2 separate regions of the Mus musculus genome follow, and region 2 is linked to region 1. The links are chromatin contacts, called in public Hi-C maps. All regions are on one chromosome and are shown on one strand. Each heading gives the region's core, a stretch centred on a gene start, on an enhancer-like site or on the middle of the called end of the contact. The rest is flanking DNA. Distances are from core to core; before and after follow the strand shown.

Region 1 (6,998 bases), core at 3,145-5,644:
AAATTCAAGTAAAGCTATAAAAGTCAAAATATCTGACGTTTCACACATTATGAGCCTTATTAACATGAGGCCTCCCCTAGATGGTGTTATCTCAGCTCCTATAGGGCTTAAATAGTAATTGACTAGTAATTGGCCTCAATTGATTTATATCAAAAGGACTTTTACACAACATATAATAGTTTATATTATGTTTGTAATTTCTCACAAGTATTTTTAAACCTCTGACCCCAAATTTTCTCCAGGGATCTGTACACCTTTCATCTAGACAGCTGTCATGCAAATGATTTTGATACTGTCATTCTCTTCCTTGAGCAGTTTCTAAGATGTATGTATAAGTATCCCTCAGAAAACTTGTCTTGAGTAAGTTTTGCATAGTTTAATATAACTTTGTACTTGGTTATTATTAGAATAAAACATATTCTTATTGTGGCTTTTCATCAAATATGCATGTAAATATTCAAGCTAATTGGACTTTTCTACTTTATAGTTTAGGAGAGTAGATCTGGAAGATTTGAACAAATAACTCAATCTCAGTTTCACATTAAAAGTAATCATAAATACAATAAACAGAAAACTTACAGAACACAGTAAAAAAAGGGAATTTTGGATAATTGTGTATAACTAGAGCATGTGAAATCTGAAAGAATCAGTCATATAATTTAACAGAAACCACAAAACCATGTGACTTAGATAGCACTTTTTCATATTAATATCTCATCACTATTAAAATTAACATTATCATCATCAATGGCACCATCATCATGATCCTTTTGTGATGCTGTGTTGATCAGTTCCACTGATGAAACAATAATGAGCAGAGGGATCCGCTCAGTCATGGGGCTTAAGAGGCCTCAGTAACCTTATCTGTGACCCTAAACTTTACGAACTGTACTTTTCGTCCTGTAATCTTGACACCTTGCTTTAGAACTTTGAGAGATTAGGACATGGAGAAGACAAAGCTTCTGGAACAAACTTGTAATTACATAATACTCCCACTTAGGTTTTTGGTAGACAGTTGGTTACATTTGGTCCTTGTAAAGGTGGAAAAAAATCTCATTTACTTTTGGATAGCCATTTGGAAGTCTCACTGGGAAGGGCTTTGGATTTTATGACTTCATGGTTGTGACTCATTTACGACCAACAGGTCATCAATCCGGCATACCCCGCTTACCATCTTTAGTGCATCTTACCATACACAAGTGCATCTACCTGTTCTCCTCACCTGCTCTTCATTATCTGCCCCTCCTCCCCTAAACTCTCCTCAGCTTTCCCTCATAAAACTGCAAGCTACTGTAATTTCAATTCTTTCAAAGTCTTTAGTTCAGGTATTTCATACAGACGTGTTGATTTTCAAAAAAAGTCTTAGCATGAGGAATAACTACAAGAACATGGACAAACTGGAATAACTGCCGTCCAAGATATTTCCAGTCATTTTTAGTTGCTAACTATTATTATATACCACATTAGAATCTATGAAAATGAGATAAGAAGTAAATGAAAAAATTTCATTCTCTAAAGCTAGGAAGTTATGTGGTTATATGGTATGCATCCGTAGAGTATTTCACAAATTGACTTGTGTCCTGATCAGGCTGAATGAATTAGAATGAAACTATCTTCAGTCAAATATAAATTTATTTAAAAGTCATTAGTGTGACAGCAATTTCCATTTTAAATTGATAAATCCCTCCCCCAAATAAAAACTTCCATTACATTCTACACCACTTTAATTCTGCCCATTAGAAGCCTGAGTTGCACCTCAGATTTTGGATAATTCAAACATGTAGAGACATTTTAATCTAGTAACATGGTTGCTCTGGCAAGGGATCACATCCAAAAACCTTCTACATGTATATGATCTAGATGGAATGCAGACATACTTCAGTGAGAAGATAAGAACATATTGCCAAAGTTACAAGGCTAAGCAGAGTAATTCAGTGAGAAGCCAAGAGGAAGCCAGTTTAAATCCATCAGCTTGGAGATGAGCTTGGACCAGAACAGCTGAGTTAATCCAACCAGCAAGAGTTCTGGAAGAGCCAGAAAGGATGCGCTTACTCCACACTAGGTCTCAGAGGTTCATTCTAGGTCTAGGTTAGATTGTATAGAGGCCAGAAGCTTCCAGGACTAGACCCAGGTTAGCAGACAAAGGCTGGAAGCAGAAGCCCGCAGGATTCAGGTTTACATAAGATTTTATTGTATAGAGTCTAGAATCTTCCAGGCCTGGGTTTAGGGATAGTTAAAACAGGAAAAGAAATGCTCTGAGGCCAGCCCAAGCTATGTATGCACACTAATTAGTTACAGCTATCATCCGAGGAAATAAAAGCGATATTTACACACATGTAAGGAAAGCACTTGACTATGGGTTAGAGTTTCTGTTCACATCAAGTTGGTAGAGTGCTAGTAGGCATGAAGATCCAGATTTAATAACCCAAGCACCACAGGAGGAAGTTACTCTTTGCTATGCCACCATTCCGAGGTCAGTTTGGGCTACACAAGACCCTGTCTCAAAAACAACTTCAACAACTCACTTCCTAAGAACTAACAAACTAGCTAGACAATTGAAAAGGAAAACCTAGAGTTTGTAAGGTCTTGATGACAAAGCCAATTTTGAAAGTCAGCACTCCAAACATGTCCTCATTGCTAAGTTCTCATTTAATAGTCCATTTATTTTCCACAACTCATTTTTCATAGTCTGCTGGCATTTTCTTCAAGGGGAAGAGTGTAAAGAAGAAAGGAAATTTACACTTTTCCAAAATGGGCCATATATTATTCCTATTAGTTACTAATTTCCTTACATCATCATCTGATTTTGTTCTTATGACTTCCCGGGTTCCTTTCCACCTACAGAAGTATATAAAAATTAATATGCTGTTTTCTCCCCTCAATCATTACTCTAAAGCTACAGCTTGAAGGTTGTGGTTTGCAGATGTGCATACATAAAATATTATTTTATTCTCTCAAAGGACGAGAAACAGTTAACATATGAATCTTCCTTTTCCCTACTCGTTTACAGATGATACTGATTTCCATGCGATGTCCATGCAATTGCTGGTTCTGAAAGAGAAATACTACAAGATGCAGGATTTTTGCCTAATTATGTCCTTTTTTGAAGTAAACTCCCCTTTTAAAATATTCACATATTCTATTTGCCTGTAGGACTATCAGAAAGTCTGATTGTTTGGGCTTAATTTGTTTGTGAAAACATTCTCTTTATCTTAATGAATGACTTGAAGCTCTGACTTTGGAAGTCACATCCCTAATATATTATGAAAGAATCAAAAAGTCAATCAGTTTCCAGTGACATAACAAATAATGCAATTTCCTCTGTTGAGTAGCTGTCATTAACTCTAGTAATGTTAGACACAGATTGTTTTGTAACTGTGCCAATTTTCTATTTTAAAAGTAGAAGGTTTGAACCTACTTCATAGATAAGAATTTTGTCAAAACTTGGAAATGTATCTTGTGAGATCATGTTCATATCTGTGTATTAGTTCAGTTTCTTATTCTTAGCTTTTGATCTCTTTAAGCTTAAAAGTTGAGACTTAACACTTTATAAGAAAACATTACATAGCAAATTTTGAGTTTCAGACTCAGCAATAATTGGAATAATTACTCTAGAATAGAAGTAAGAAGTATGGTGGTGGGGTGCTGAAAATATAGACAGCTTTGTTGTTAAGCAGCTGTGTGATTAACGAGATTTATCTACTGAGATTTTTCTCTTTTTACATTTGTTAAATTAGAAATAATAAAATGGATGGACAAGACTTGAAACCATGACTTAGAAGTTTTACATAAAAGCAACAGACTTCAAAATTTGTTGTTCCCTTGGCGAGCAATTTCCCATAATTCTTTCCATTGGTGTAGTTGAGGAAACAGCGCAAGGTGCAAGCATTCAAAAAATTTTCCCAATTTACTAATGTATCACTTTGAAAAAGTCAACCTAATTGTTCTGGTAAAGCTCTCTAAGATAAAGGCCATTTCATCTCATATTGGGAAATTTTCTTTAAAAACTAGACGGATTCTTTCTCCCTCATCTTTAGTTACCAGAATCTTTCTTAGGAAATTTTATAAATCCTTTCACAGTCCCTTGGGAGGATTCGGAGGTGAAGGGGGGCGGGGGGAAGAAAAAGAAACTACAAATCCCAAGAGGCAGAGCTGCAGACATAACCCCTTCCGCTCTTTTCCCCCTAAATTGAGCTCGCGAAAACTCAGGTTGAGGCATCCTGCTATATGCCTGAAGGAAGTGTCCGCAGTTCGCCGGGCCTTTTAGCATGGCATCATCTGGTGCCTTTAAGTCGGTGTCTAGGCGTCTACGCGCGATGCGACGCAGGGCGGGTAGGCGTGGCGGACATCACCTGTTCGGGGCGGCGCACGCGCAGTACCGGCGCGGCGAGGGGGCGGGGCGCGGGGCGGGGCCGTCGGCGCGGGGCTGGCCGAGCTCCGCTGCTTCTGGGCTGCTCCGGCGCTGAGGAGGCAACCGGGAGACAGGGCGTGAGAAGCTTCCCTGGCGCTGTCCAACATGGAGGAGCTGCCCGGCGCCGGCACAGCCTGCGGACTGGTCTGAGCTCGCCCCACTTCCCCAGGCAGCCGGGAGGGCGCGGAGCCCCCAGGGCTGGGCAGCCTGCACGCCCCGGGGCGGACCCCGGCTGGCGGGGCTCGGACGGCCGCGGGCTTCTGCACCGGGACGTGTCCCGCCGAGCCATGGGCAACGAGGCGAGCTTGGAAGGGGAAGGGCTCCCCGAAGGGTTGGCGGCGGCCGCAGGCGGGGCTGGCGGCTCCGGGAGCGCCCTGCACCCGGGGATCCCAGCCGGCATGGAGGCGGACCTGAGCCAGCTGAGCGAGGAGGAGAGGAGACAGATCGCTGCTGTCATGTCAAGGGCGCAGGGGCTGCCCAAGGGAAGCGTCCCCGCGGCCGCTGCGGAGTCGCCCTCCATGCACAGGCACGCACAGCATGATGGAGAGGTCCAAGCATATATATACCGCTTCCCGTGCACGTACGTGTATGTGCCCGCACGGTGGTACATATATGTCGCCTCCCTTCATTTTATTCTCCCTAATGGGGTGGCGATAAGGCGATCATAAGCTTTTGGATGGGCGGAATAAAAACGATGCAGTGTAGAGTTTCTGGTGGGATAGTCATGGGTTGCATTCTTGGAATTGTGATTTTAGGTTGTGATTCCCCTCCCCTTGGCCTTTTGCAACCTTTTCCACTAGGTTGGTGTGGAGAGACGCCCTACGGTGTTTTTACTAATCTGGAAATCTTCCATTAATACAACACAGATGTTTAAAAAATGGATAGAGCTGGGTTGCTTGTTTACCTGTACGCTTAAACCTCTGTAGTGTTCTGAGGTCTTTTTTCTCTGAGAATGATGTGTAAATATTCTTATAACAATACCCTTAGCCCACTGGAGGGGACTGGTCCTTCCTGCCCAACCTGTCCCTAGAGAACATGAGCTGCCTAGGTGAAAAGCATAGACTAAATATACCTTTTATATTCAGTGAAGGCCCTAAGATATTTTGTAACATTAAACAGATGGTTCGGTCACAGCAGAGCAGGTGCTGTACATGTATTTCTGAATTAGCATATGCTAGTTTAAAAACCATTGCTCTTTTATAATGCAAAAAATGACTTTCCGTTTATAGAACATGCGAATTTGTATTACCTTAAGCTTAGGTTTCAGTACTCAGTTAAAAACAAAATAAATAAAGGACAATTATAAAACTAATCTTTAGTATTAACATATTAATTTGCTCTCTAGCTTTTTATTTTCCCTTTTCCTAATGAATAAGTTGTTTTCTAATTAGAGGACCCAGGGTATAATCTTGTTTTCTCCACCTCTGTTATTGTAAACAAATACTTTAACTTTACATCCTTCTGCAGAAAAAATATCTGTCTATCCATGGTCCTGAAACATCCTTTGAACCAACTGACAGGACTTCCACAATCTTGACTTGAGATACTGAAAGGTGTAGAATGATCTACTTCATAAACTTGAAAAAAAAATTCAACTAAGCTGCCAGAATGCAAATATAAGTGCGCAGTTTTGCCAGATATCATAATGAACTTAGTATAGGAGCAGTCTCAATTTCTGAAGGACAGTGATTTTGTTTTCAAGTATTATCTGAAATGTTGGGACTCTGTCAGGTAAAAACCCCTGTTTAATATGAAAGAAAACACTAGCGTACAAATTAGCCCCCGAATTTGAAATGTACTTATTGTTTAAAACTGTGGTTTTGGCCTTTTTCTTTATTTACAAGGTGAGCTGGGTTTCTCCACTTGCTGGAATCCTGACTTTGGAAAAAAACGGTAGCGTGCATTTAGTCTGTCATTTTGGGATAATAACGAGGAGTAGAGATTTTATTAGTCAGATTTATCATTTTTCCAGAGGGGCTCATGCAACAGGTCTGGCATGGATACAAATGCCAGTGAGATTTGTGTTTGCATTTCTATCTTGCTTCTGCACAACAGATGCTGAGGAAACAATTCCACCTATATGTGTTGCTTAGGTTGTATGTGCACTGCAGAATACTTCCAGAGTTTCCCATTACCAACTGGACACTTTGGGATGGCTATTACTAGGCAATCTGTGCCCTAAATTGCAACTGGTTATGGTTTGCAAAAGATATGCATGAAGAATTTCTGATTTTTGTAACACATTTTTGTTTTGCTGAAATATTTCTATAAAAGCCATTTTTGGGAAAATATGCATCTGTATGATAATGAGTCACTTGACCTGTCGCTTAGGCTTTCAGGATCATTGTCATTAAATATATGTGTATCTAGAAGGTCCAAATTATTTCAAATTTTAAGAACTTAAAAGATGTGCATTTATTTATTCTGCTTTATTTTTGAGAAGTAAGAATTTTCAGTCTCAAGACTCAGATTCTTACATGGATTTTATGTGACTCACAGCAAATTAATATGCATTTTTCAACCCATGTGTGTCTCAGGTTCCTTGCCTCTAAGGAATATAATAAGACCCGTCTTACCTATTTCAGGA
Region 2 (7,002 bases), core at 3,193-5,692, 240 kb after region 1:
GCTTTTGACATATGTCTAAAATCATATCTGGCACCACATATACTCAGTTGTTTTTAGATTTAGAAACAGCACACCAACTTATATTGCAAAATTTACATATCAGAATTGTTTGGTATTGTTATTCTCTATTTTCATTTCAAGTAGGTAATTATAGAACTATTTGTTTATGGATTAAATAGCCAGGACTGAGTTATTCATATTCTGGGGCAATATTCTTGTACCACAGGATTAAACAGTAAGGAGTTAGGGTTGAAAGTAATGAGCAATCATATTTATGGTCTTATAATTTCTTGAACTCATATCTGTGTTGGGATTATATTTGTCTAGTTTAAACTAGTAATGAATAATATAATAATAATAAATTATAATAATTATTATATGAAAATATAATAATAATAAATTATTCTTAGTTTTAAAGTTGAATTATTTACTTTGGATTTTTCTGAGCATATTTTGCATTTTTTTAAAAAATACATCTGTCAGCACCATTTGTTGAAAATGCTGTCTTTTTTCCACTAGATGGTTTTAGCTCCCTTATCAAAGATCAGGTGTGTGGATTAATTTCTGAGTCTTCAATTCTATTCCATTGATCTACCTGTCTGTCATTGTACCAGTACCATACAACTATCACAATTGCTCTGTAATACAGCTTGAGATCAGGCAAGGTGATTCTCCCAGAGGTTCTTTTATTGTTGAGAATAGTTTTTGCTATCCTAGGTTTGTTGTTATTCCAGATGAATTTGCAAATTGTCCTTTCTAACTCAGTGAAGAATTGAGTTGGAATTTTGATGGGGATTGCATTGAAACTGTAGATTGCTTTCAGGAAGATAGCCATTTTTACTGTATCAATCCTGCCAATCCATAAGCATGAGAGATCTTTCCGTCTTCTGAGATCTTCTTCAATTTCTTTCTTCAGAGACTTGAAGTTCTTGTCATACAGATCTTTCACTTCCTCAGTTAGAGTCACAGCAAGGTATTTTATATTATTTGTGAATATTGTGAAGGGTGTTGCTTCCCTAATTTCTTTCTTATCTTGTTTATCCTTTGTGTAGAGAAAGGCCACTGATTTGTTTAATTTTATATCCAGCTACTGAGCTGAAGCTGTTTATCAGGTTTACAGGTTCTCTGGTGAAATTTTTAGTGTCACTTATATATACTATCATATCATCTGCAAATAGTGATATTTTGACTTCTTCCTTTCCAATTTGTATCCCATTGATCTCCTTTTGTTGTCGAATTGCTCTGGCTAGGACTTCAAGTACTATATTGGAGAGGTAGGGAGAAAGTGAGCAGACTTGCCTAGTCCCTGATTTTAGTGGGAATGCTTCCAGCTTCTCTCCGTTTACTTTGATGTTGGCTACTGGTTTGCTGTATATTGCTTTTATTATGTTTAGGTATGGGCCTTGAATTCCTGATCTTTCTATGATTTTTATCATGAATGGGTGTTGGATTTTGTCAAATGCTTTCTCAGCATCTAATGAGATGATCATGTGGTTTTTGTCTTTGAGTTTGTTTATATAGTGGATTACGTTGATAGATTTCCATATATTAAACCATCCCTGCATCCCTGGGATGAAGCCTACTTGGTCATGATGGATGATTGTTTTGATGTGTTCTTGGATTCGGTTAGCAAGGATTTTATTGAGTAATTTTGCATCGATATTCATAAGGAAAATTGGTCTGAAGTTCTCTTTCTTTGTTGGATCTTTGTGTGGTTTAGGTATCAGAGTAATTGTGGCTTCATAGAATGAAATGGGTAGAGTACCTTCCGTTTCTATGTTGTGGAATAGTTTGGGGAGAGTTGGAATTAGGTCTTCTTTGAAGGTCTGATAGAACTCTGCACTAAACCCATCTGGTCCTGGGCTTTTTTGGTTGGGAGATTATTAATGACTGCTTCTATTTCTTTAGGGGAAATGGCACTGTTAAGATCGTTAATCTGATCCTGATTTAACTTTGGTACCTGGTATCTGTCTAGGAATTTGTCCATTTCATACAGGTTTTCCAGTTTTGTTGAGTATAGCCTTTTGTAGTAGGATATGAAGATGTTTTGGATTTCCTCAGGTCTGTTGTTATGTCTCTTTTTTCATTTCTGATTTTGTTAATTAGGATACTGTCCCTGTGCCCTCTAGTGAGTCTGGCTAAGGGTTTATCATGTAGAAGAATGGGAATTGATCCATTCTTATCTCCTTGTACAAACCTCAAGTTTAAGTGGATCAAAGAACTCCACATAAAACCAGAGACACTGAAATTTATAGAGGAGAAAGTGGGGAAAACCCTCAAAGATATGAGCACAGGGGAAAAATGCTAAACAGAGCAGCAATGGCCTGTGCTGTGAGATCAAGAATCGACAAATGGGACCTCATAAAATTGCAAAGCTTCTGTAGGGCAAAAGATACTGTCAATAAGACAAAAAGGCCACCAACAGATTGGGAAAGAATTTTTACCAATCCTAAATCTGATATAGGACTAATAGCCAATATATACAAAGAGCTCAAGAAGCTGAACTTCAGAAATTCAAATAACCCCATTAAAAAATAGGGTACAGAGCTAAACAAAGAATTCTCAATGAGGAATACTGAAGGGCTAAGAAGCACTTGAAAAAATGTTCAACACCCTTAATCATCAGGGAAATGCAAACCAAAACAACCCTGAGATTCTACCTCATACCAGTCAGAATGGCTAGGATCAAAAATTCAAGGGACAGCAGATTCTAGCAAGGAAGTGGAGAAAGAGGAACACTCCTCCATTGTTGGTGGGATTGCAAGCTTGTACAACCACTCTGGAAATCAGTCTGGCAGTTCCTCAGAAAATTGGACATAGTACTACCGAAAGATCCTGCAATACCTCTTCTGGGCATATATCCAGAAGATGTTCCAACGGGTAAGAAGGACACATGTTCCACTATGTTTATAGCAGCCCTATTTATAACAGCCAGAAGCTGGAAAGAACCCAGATGCCCCTCAACAGAGGAATGGATACAGAAAATGTGGTATATTTACACAATGGAGTACTACTCAGCTATTAAAAATTTATGAAATTCTTGGTCAAATTGATGTATCTGGAGGGTATCATCCTAAGTAAGGTAACCCAATCACAAAAGAAGTCACTTGATATGCACTCACTGATAAGTGGATATTAGCCCAGAAACCTAGTATACCCAAGATACCACTTCCAAAACACAAGAAAATCGAAAAGGAAGACCAACTCGTGAATACTTGATTTCTCCCTAGAATAGGGAATAAAATATCCATGGAAGGAGTTGCAGAGACAAAGTTTGAAGCTAAGACAAAAGGATGGACCAACCGGAGACTACCCCACCCGGGGGTCCATCCCATAATCAGCCACCAAATGTAGACACTATTGCATTTGTTAGCAAGATTTTGCTGAAAGGACCCTGATATAGCTGTCTTCTGTGAGGCTTTGCCGTGACTGGCAAATACAGAAGTGGATGCTCACAGTCATCTATAAGATGGAGCACAGAGCCCCCAATGTAGGAGCTAGAGAAAGTACCCAAGAGTTGAAGGGGTCTGCAACCCTATAGGTGGAACAACAATATGCACTAATCAGAGCCCCCAGAGCTCATGTCTCTAGCTGCATTTGTAGCAGAAGATGGCCTAGTTGGCCATCATTGGGAAGAGAGGCCCTTGGTCTAGCAAACTTTATAGGTCCCAGTACAGGGGAAAGCCAGGGCCAAGAAGTGGGAGTGGGTGGGTAGGGGATCAGGGCGGTGGGAGGGTATAGGGGACTTTTGGGATAGAATTTGAAATGTAAATAAAGAAAATAAGAAAAAATAAGAAAAAAAGATAAAAAAATCTGATTGAATTTGAGGGCATTTATTCTTTGAATAAATATGACTAACTTTGAGAAAGCATATAATGATAATCTAATCCCTGTAGATTATATGTAAGCCCCAATAACTTTTTAACTTATTGTATATTTTCGAATCAGAAAAAAGTAATTTTGTGATTGATGTCAGTTTCTACTCTCAGTGTTTTCCTTGGCCTCTGGTTATCTTATCCCCATTTTGTGTAACCTCTTTATGATAAGAGTTTCTTTCTTGAATTATTACTAACATTTTGCTAATTTTCAATGCAGGTAATGGGCTAGGAATTAGAATTGTTGGTGGTAAAGAAATTCCTGGACATAGTGGAGAAATTGGAGCCTATATTGCTAAGATTCTTCCTGGTGGAAGTGCAGAACACTCAGGGAAACTTATAGAAGGTAAATATTAAAAATGTCATAGCAAAATTCAATGAAATGTATTCATATTGTATATGTTTTCCTTTGCATGTGAATTAAAGTGCAAATTTGTTTACATTTTGTATCAGAAAATTTTGTAATTAATGATGGTAAAATTTTGACATTGCAATGTTACCAAGTATTACGATATAATAGAAAATGTATCCATCAGTAAGAGTGTGCCTTCATTTGCATTGTTCTTTTGGCAGTTGGGATAGTTGTTTTTTTTTTTTTTTAAACTCAGTTAGTCAAGGTTTTTTTATTTTTTGATGTATAATTAAAAAGTACTTTATTAATCTAGTTTAATATTTTATTTTTTAAAAAAGAGAAAACATGCTGATAGCAGCTATGAAAATTGAAAACATGACTCCAGAGAAGTTGAGGTCAGGTAACTAGCTACAGATGGCTCCCAAGCCAACTCCATCTGCCATCTGCTCCTGTCAACCATGTGTCTGGGAACACAGCCAGGTCTGCTAACTTAGACAGGACCATGGCTGCCCTCCTGATGGAAGAGCAGGGACACAGCCCCAGGGTCAGTAACATCCAAATATCCACTTCACTTCAGAAGTTTCCCAACACCTGTATGTGGTTCTGTTTACTTCAGACACTACTCACCTCACTGAGGACATCTTAAAATAATGACCTTTCTAGGTCTTACAGTGTGCCAAACATGTATTTCATCATCTTTACACAATAAATTTATGGATGGATTCTCAAAATATATTATGATAATTTTCATGTTTTTATGGAATAATGTGAACATTCTATCTATAAATTCTATAACATAAATGCAATATACAAGAGCTATATATTATCTTGCTTAGAGTATACATTGTTTGCCAAAAATATTTATAACTTTTCTCTTTTATTCTATATAAAATATTTATTTGGAAAGTGTTTTGTTTTCACTTATTGCTTTAAATTTTGCATGTGTGGCTTGCAATCTTTAACTATTATAAAATTTATTCATTGTCATTTTAAGTAAAATATATGGAACACACAAAGACCTTGAGCATTTTGATAAATTATTATTATAGAATATATACAGATTACAGACAATATTTATTCATCAAAGATTGTGCTTACGCCATTGGTCTGGCTTTGTTGAAGCAAACTGTGTACATCCCATCCCAGCTTCAAATCAGAGACTTCTCAACAGGCCTTTCAGTTGGTCGTGTTAGGATTATTTAATGTGAAAAGACAAATGCTGCAAATTCAGTCCCCACCCCACTTTATTTGCTTTAGAATCTTATTTGTTTGTTTGTTTGTTGTGTTGTTTGGTTTATCTGTTGCTATGTGCCCATATGTCTATTTTATACACTCTGTCTTGTACTTTAGCATAAATTTCAGGAGTATGTCACGTCATAAATGTTGTAGATTGTATATGGAGCAACTTTGGTTTTTATTCTTAGTATAAAGCATCACCCCAATATCATAGCACTAGAGATTCTGTTCTTATTTCATTTAAAAAAATATTTTATTTCAGTTTTGAATTCCATTTATTCAAGATGTTAAGGGTAATTCTTTACAGTTTTTTTAAAATTATTTTCTTATGTTCTACAGAAACTATAAATAGTTGGGTCAATATGTAGTAAGTAGATAACTTATTTTGACTATATATGTATATCTATAGAATTTCTATGGCTAATGTGTTCCAAAAAAATGAAATCATTCATCTTTTTATTTCTGAGGATCCAAATATACAGTGTGAGCTCTTATAGAATTGACATTATCTTTCAGGTGTGATATGAGTGGCAATTTATTCACAATATATTTTTAGACTGTTTTTATTTCCTTTAACTGCAAAGTCCTTATTCAGCAAGCTCTGCCGGGGTCTAATGTCCAGTGCTTGTCCATCTGTCCTCTGGGTTTCAGGAATAGCAGAGCACTCTTTGGTGATGTCTACACCACCCATTGGTAATGGCTCACTCCTTGTTGACTCTTGAGTAACCAAACTATTTCCAGGTTTCCTCTAGTTGTTCGATTCTCTTCATTGTACATTCACAGCATATCACAAGACACATAGATTTTTTTAGTTCTCATAAATTAATGCCAATTTCAAGGATTTGTTGGTTTTTGAAAAGCAAAGGAACTGCCAGTGTGTTTGCCTTAAGCTATTATTGTGGCCATTTGTTTTCAAACACTTGATTCAATCTTCTCTTGAAATCACTTGTAAAACAAAGTCTTCAGTTTTATTTAAAAACAGGAAAATATTATGTTTCTGAATGGTCACTGAGATTGGAGTTTTAACTAGTGTATTTTTCTCATTTTCTTTGAATAATTTGTAATATATACAATAATGTATATATACATTAGCATATGTTGCCATTTATTTATAACTTGCCACTATCAGTTAAGATCTTTATACCAAGATCAATGATCATAAATCTTTTCATGTTATAGTATCAACATCACTTTTTAAAAATTCTTTCATATATTACATCCCAAAGATAGTTCCCTTCCTCCCATTATACACACAGACACACATATACAGACAGACAGACAGACACACACTTCTTCTCTCCCTCACATCCACTGCTATTCCATTTCACTTCAGAAAAGAGCAGTTCTACTGATTTCTACCAAACATGGCATCACAAGATGCAATAAGACTGGGCACAAACCCCCACATCAAGGCTCCCAGCAGGAGGAAAAGGGTCCCAAAAGCAGACAACAGTCATAGACAACGCTCACTCCCACAGAACCATCAAGCTACACAGCCATAGCATATATGCAGAGGCCCTCACTCAGGCCTATGCAGGC

What was found. Hi-C and Micro-C count contacts between places; a contact is called where the count stands out from the background.
Region 2: a contact with region 1 is called in a Hi-C map of cerebellar granule neurons, with 2.1 times the contacts expected there. The contact joins the enhancer-like site here to the promoter of Pclo in region 1. A contact is called at or near these places in 2 of 39 promoter capture datasets (hippocampal neurons and second pharyngeal arch cranial neural crest), 3 of 484 Hi-C or Micro-C datasets (brain, cerebellar granule neurons and nephron progenitors) and 2 of 115 datasets of contacts at active chromatin or transcription factors (forebrain and stem cell-derived neural progenitor cells).

What each region holds. Positions count from the first base shown.
Region 1 is chr5:14,510,524-14,517,521 of GRCm38.p6, forward strand. Pclo (piccolo (presynaptic cytomatrix protein)) reads left to right here and starts at 4,395. Exons shown (of 25, transcript NM_011995.4): 1 at 4,395-4,937. The coding sequence starts at 4,699.
Region 2 is chr5:14,746,384-14,753,385 of GRCm38.p6, forward strand. Pclo (piccolo (presynaptic cytomatrix protein)) reads left to right here. Exons shown (of 25, transcript NM_011995.4): 10 at 4,096-4,221. Among named protein-coding and RNA genes, the nearest start is that of Gm52805, 160 kb to the right of the region's middle. Within about 2 kb of position 4,443, at least 2 of the 459 cell types and tissues checked have an H3K27ac peak or open chromatin away from gene starts, as enhancers often do. A contact at or near this core is called in cerebellar granule neurons, where this site is marked.